Linked DNA regions of Ovis aries: region 1 is linked to region 2. Evidence: chromatin contacts called from public Hi-C data. All regions are on one chromosome and are shown on one strand. The core of a region is the stretch at or near the end of the contact, and the rest is flanking DNA. Distances in the headings are between cores, read along the strand shown. Region 1 overlaps PRKCH (protein kinase C eta). Region 2 overlaps PRKCH (protein kinase C eta).

The links. A called contact is a pair of places that touch in the nucleus more often than the background predicts.
Region 1: a Hi-C map of tail adipose tissue shows a contact between it and region 2, with 1.9 times the contacts expected there. The contact joins two enhancer-like sites. A contact is called at or near these places in 7 of 16 Hi-C or Micro-C datasets (blood, hypothalamus, muscle and 3 more).

What each region holds. Positions count from the first base shown.
Region 1 is chr7:71,725,688-71,728,761 of ARS-UI_Ramb_v3.0, forward strand. The region is part of intron 12 of PRKCH (protein kinase C eta); the gene reads left to right. Among named protein-coding and RNA genes, the nearest start is that of HIF1A, 180 kb to the right of the region's middle. Within about 2 kb of position 1,569, at least 8 of the 54 cell types and tissues checked have an H3K27ac peak or open chromatin away from gene starts, as enhancers often do. A contact at or near this core is called in tail adipose tissue, where this site is marked.
Region 2 is chr7:71,664,447-71,667,146 of ARS-UI_Ramb_v3.0, forward strand. The region is part of intron 9 of PRKCH (protein kinase C eta); the gene reads left to right. Among named protein-coding and RNA genes, the nearest start is that of PRKCH, 160 kb to the left of the region's middle. Within about 2 kb of position 1,380, at least 10 of the 54 cell types and tissues checked have an H3K27ac peak or open chromatin away from gene starts, as enhancers often do. A contact at or near this core is called in tail adipose tissue, where this site is marked.

The DNA of each region.
Region 1 (3,074 bases), core at 319-2,818, 61 kb after region 2:
CTTGGCAAGGAAGGACATTTTGATGCTTGTTATAACATGGATGAACTTTGAATGCATTATGTTTAATGAAATAAACCAAATACAAAGGGACCTCCACTTACATGAGAACCCTAGAGTAGTCAGATTCATAGAGATAAGAGCAAAATGGTGGTTGCCAGGGGCTGGCAGAGGGGTTGATAGGGAGTTAGAGTTTAAGGGATGATAAATTTCAGCTTGGGAAAATGAAAAAAATTCTATAGATGGATGGTGGTGATGGTTGTACAACAATGTGAATATACTTAATCCCACTAAACTGTGCACTTAAAAATGGCTAAGAAGGTAAATATTGTGTTCTATATCTTAGCGACCCCATGGACCGCAGTCCACCGGGCTCCTCCGTCCATGGGATTCTCCAGGCAAGAGTACTGGAGTGGGTTGCCATAGCCTTCTCCGATATTATACCACAGTGAGGGGGAAATACCCTGGGATCAGAATCCAGTTTTTTCTGACTCCTAGTCCAGGGTTCTGAGCTAGCCTACACCTGGCCACTCCCCATTTTTATTCTCCTTTTCATTAATAAGCATCCTTTGCCTTTAGAGCCCCACATGTTTAGCACCCAAATAACTCCCTGATATGATTCTTTCCAACTGTCCTAGAAACATGAGCCACTGGAAGGAAGCTTCCAGGGTGCCATGTACTTAATGCTCACAGAGCATGAATCCGCCAACCATCTAACTTTCCATAAAATAAGATATAACGTTTAGGATAAGAATGTTAGTGTTATTTAAAGACTGTGCATTTGAGTCTTTCTCTATTGACCTGAGACGAGCCTGTGACCGTAAGAGAAACTGATACATGAGGGAATTAGGACCCCTGTCTCATTCCACCCAGCAAATACTTGTCAGAAGCTTTCGCTTGGCTTGGCCTTGTGTGGAGTGCCGGGAAGCAAAGCTGAAAAGACACAGCTTCTTCTGTTGCTCACAGCCTCATAGGAATGAGAACACGTAAACGGATACTTAGCTCGCTGCCAAGGACGAATGATCAAAGCTCTCTCTGGGGTCAAGGACAGGGAAGTGACATAAGGACAAGGCAGAGGAAGCAGCATCTCAGCTGGGCGTTGAGAAACAAAGGTTCAGTAGGGTAGACGGGGCGGCGGGGGGCAGGGGGCAGGTAGGGGAAGGATATTCTAGACAGAGGAACTAACTTGTGCAAGTACTCAGAGGGGAGCAGAGCATGTCTGTTCAAAGAAGTGCAGTCACCAGTTCCACCGTTGGTGCGTTAGGTGAGGGTGAGGCCTGGGAAAGATGAGTTTAGGACTTGGGACCTCTGAGGGGTCCAGGAGACATTCGGAAAGCGGTCTATTCCTTGCAGTTGGTCCCGTGGGTCTGGAGCTCAGGAGAGAGGTGGCAGGGGAGCAGACGTGGACGGGGGGAGAGGGTGAAGAGTGAAAGAGGGGGCCTGGGGACACCAGTGTTGAAGGCGTGACAGTGGAAGAGGATTCGCTAAGGAGGTTGAGAAAGAATGGCTTCGGGTGTGTAAACATCTCTTCTGAAGCCTTTCTGCTAGTTTGACTTGTGAAATAGGCTGGGGCTATTGCAGTGTGCTTTCCTCAGACACTGATGCTCACAGTCTTCCGAGTAGTGCTAGCCGGGTTCAGTGTTAGTCCTCGGCCAGAAAACCGAGGGCTTGGGAAATGCATCTGTTAGGAGCTAGGTAGGTTGAGACATTTTTAAGGACTCTGCACGAATTTTCATTTTGTTTTGCAATTCCAGATCAACGTAAGATACCTTGCTTCCTTTAAAAATATGGACTTCAGGCCTTTCCCAAGGATTTTGTAACCATCTGTGATTCTAGGGGGCTTACTGACTTCAAAAGTTCCTAATGTTATGAACCTGGAGGGTATCATGCTTAGGGAAATAAGTTAAAGGACAAATATTGTAGGATATCCCTTATATGTGGAATCTAAAAAATACAACAAACTAGCAAATGTAACAAAAAAGCAGCAGACTCACAGACATAGAGAACAAACTAGTGGTTACCAGCGGGCGAGGGAAGAGGGGAGGTGGCGAGACAAGGGGAGGGGATTAAGAGGTGCAAGCAACTGTGTATAAAATATATATAAGCTACAAGGATATATTGTACAACCACAGGGAATATAGCCAATATTTTATAACTATAAATGGAATAGAATCTATAAACATTTTAATCACTGTGATGTACACCTGAAACTAATATAACATTGTACATCAAGTATATTAAAAAAAAAAAAAAAGAGTTCCTAATGTTGACTCCACTGGGTGTTAAAATCCCCAAACTATCAGGAAGTCATGCGTGCTCTTCTGGATTGTAATCATTTGTCATGGAGCTTGGTGACCATTAGAAACTTAAACACAGAATTTCAGAGATGGAGGATGTATAAAAATAGTTTGTCTAAATCGCTGGTTGGCAGGGGAAGCAACCTCACATAATAGAATGGAAAGAACACACACTAGTCTGAGGGTCACAAGACCTCTACTTGCCACTGCTGCCCAGTCTTTATTCCTTAATGCAGTGATGATAACACCTCTGGTACCCACTTCAAATGGGGTGGCACCATGAAAGCATTTTCAAAGTGGTAGGCACAATGCAGAAGGTGTTAGTATTATTAAATTATGAGTAGTAATTTCACAGCACACTGAGAGCTGTCATTATCTTCATCCTCTCTTTGAACATCCACCAACACCATCAAGATTATTAAGTGCTTAATTGTACATGAGGCTGTGTTAGCTTTTTATTTTGGAGAGAGCTGTGTTTCTGTTTTCCCAGGAGCCTTTTTTTTCCAATTAAAATTTTTTTCTTATGCTTTTTTAAAATTGAAGTGTAGTTGAGCTACAATGCTGTGTTAGTTTCAGGTGTACCGCAGAATGACTCAGATATATATATATTCTATATGTAATGTATATAATATATATCATCTTCCATATTCTTTTCTGTTATAGGTTATTACAAGATGTTGAATATAGTTCCCTGTGCTATACAGTAGGTCCTTGTTTTTTATCCACTTTATATAGTGTGTATCTGTTAATCCCAAACTCCTAATTTATCTCTCCCACTCC
Region 2 (2,700 bases), core at 130-2,629:
AGATATGTGTGGAGCAGAGGCGCAAAGGAGACTCCACCAGAAAGGGAGGGCTTGAGTACCAACTTCACTATATCCCCTATCATATGTTTGCAACTTATTTATGCTTTAAGAAATATCCCGGCCCAGATGCTTCATAGGGTGTTGAACTGCAGGTTTGATTGCCAGACATTTCTCTCATCTGGTATGTATGCCAGCAAGCCTTGTCGAGTTACATTACAAGAGAAGACCATAATGTGTTCAGTTTACCAGGAGAACACTTTTTGGAAAGAACTGTGTGTCTCTCCAGGTTTCAAATGCAAGCTCCTTGGGGCTTGTTATATTGGAGACATATTTTATCTTCCCAAACGTGTCTGAGCTCAGACAGGATGTATCATGCCTGTGGGCTTAACAGAAGACTTGCTGGGTGATTGAATTAACTTCTCATTTCTTCTGGGCTACACAAAATGGGAAATTAAAAAAAAAAAAAACAAAAACAAAAACGAAGAAGCGATTTGCTTCCCTCCTTGTTTCTTGCTGGAAGCCTTTGTAATTGTTCTTGATGTGGTTAAGTTCAAGTGGTTTCCAGTTCAGGCATGGTGCAATCAGATTTCCTCACCAGGGTGCTTTTCCACTGTCACCTCTTTGACGTCAGTAGCTGTTCCTGTTGATCTGAACTCCCTATTCACCCTGTAGATGACTTCGTCAGAGAAAAATCATAAAGCAGGAGGCACTTACAAGAAATGCAGCACAATGCTGTCTATTCCTGGAGGTTTCCTTTCGCTTGTTCACAGCTGGTCAGTTTGATACCAGATTGATATGTTACTTATTTAGAAGTAATTTCAAAGTAGTTCTTAGAATTTGGATGAATAAGTATAGATGTGGCTCCCAGCCTAACATTATCTTCAAACAATAACTAAATTAGTCTTTAACTTTAAATGTTGTTTCTATTCCTGGAGTTATTTCCAAAAGGTAACCTATATCCTCACTATAAATACATGTTTTGGTGAAATTTACATGTGTCAATGGCAGTGACTATGGGTTCTTGCTTTAAACAGAAAAATCTTTCTCAATCTGTTTATGAGAACAAATGAACTCCATCAAAGGGGAGAATAGCCACTGTAAGAAGTCCTGTAAAGTTTGCAGTTCATGGGGGAGCACATTTGCCTTGCAATAATAATTGTGATTATAATAAAGCTCTTAAAATAGTATGAATTGTCATCTAACATTAGAAAAATGAAAAAATTTGTTGGAGAGGAAACTTTGGTTAATGTGACTTGGCTTACCAAATCTAGTTTCGTGACCCCTTGTTCAGTAGTCAGGTCAGAGAAAGATAAGTCCTCCTTTCAGGTCAAGGCCATGACCATGCAGTATTAGGAAGTGCTCCTGCATTCCAGCAGCTGCCCTGGGCTCCTCCTGACTCCTTGAACCCTCGAGAATCCTGTCCTGAACTGAGGATCAGGGAGCTGCTGCGGTAGCATTTCAGCTGCTATTTCGTTCCCGTGTACTTGCCAGGCCGAGTGCTCTGTTGTGAGCACCATCTCTGCGTCCACAGCAGGTGGTTCTCTAGTCTGCAACCCCCATCCCAGGGGCCAGAGCCCCAGGAGCAGAGAGCCAGCGTGGCTGCAGCCTGGGGGAGGTGGTGATGAGGAAGAAGATATCAATAGTACTACTACTAATGGTTGCTTCCCAAGTGGCTCAGATGGTAAAGAATCTGCCTACAATGCAGGAGACCCAGGTTCAATCTCTGGGTAAGGAAGATCCCTTGGAGAAGGGCTTGGCACCCCACTCTAGTATTTTTGCCTGGAGAATCCCATGGACAGACAAGCCTGGCAGGCTACAGTCCTTGGGGTCACACAGAGTCGGACATGACTGAGTGACTAATACTCACTAATAGCTGGTAACTTTTATCCAGCACTTACTATGTGCCATGTACTGATTGAAATTCTAAGCTTAAATCATTTCATCCTCCAGTACCTGTCAGTTCAATCATCTGATTGTCCCCATTTTGCAGATGAGAGTTTTGAGGAAGAGAAAATAGAGCAGAGCAGGAACTGCTTTGGTATCTCGGGCTCCCTGGCTCCAGAACCCATGGTCCTGACCGTACTGTGCTTCCCTTTAGCTACACCAGGGACTTCAGTGCTGGGCACAAGGTCTTCCAGCTGTAACTTTGATCCTCTTTGTGGTATGTAGTAATAACAATAGTATCTATTTGTTGGGAATACTGTTGTGGGTCTGGTCCCATGCCAAGCACTTGGCTTCTGGTTAAATCTTCACACAATCAGTGTAATTAGAGATGTTATTACCCCAGATTTAGAAATCAGGAAACCTCCTGCCCCTTAAAATTTGGTGAATGTTTCAGTTAAAATTTTACTGGTAGAAAAAAAAAATAGGAAAATACTAAACCAGGGTCATTCAAAAAGGGAGACGTGAAAACAGGGATTCAGAGGTACAGTGGTATCTCATGGAACCCCAGGGCACATACGCCAGGTCTCTCCAGAGACCGGAAGCTGGAAGGGCGTGAGGGACCCAGACAGTTTCCTTCTCAGGCATCATGCTGTCTGTCTCTGCCCTTGTCCTTCCCCTTCATCTGCCCATCCAGGCTTTTACCGCTGTGATACACCAAGACTTTTCATGGGTTCACGTCACAAAGGCAGAAGCCTCCGCTCCCTAGTTCGTGTTTCCTCAGGTCCTGTGCACAGCACAGCCTACTTGAACACCCGC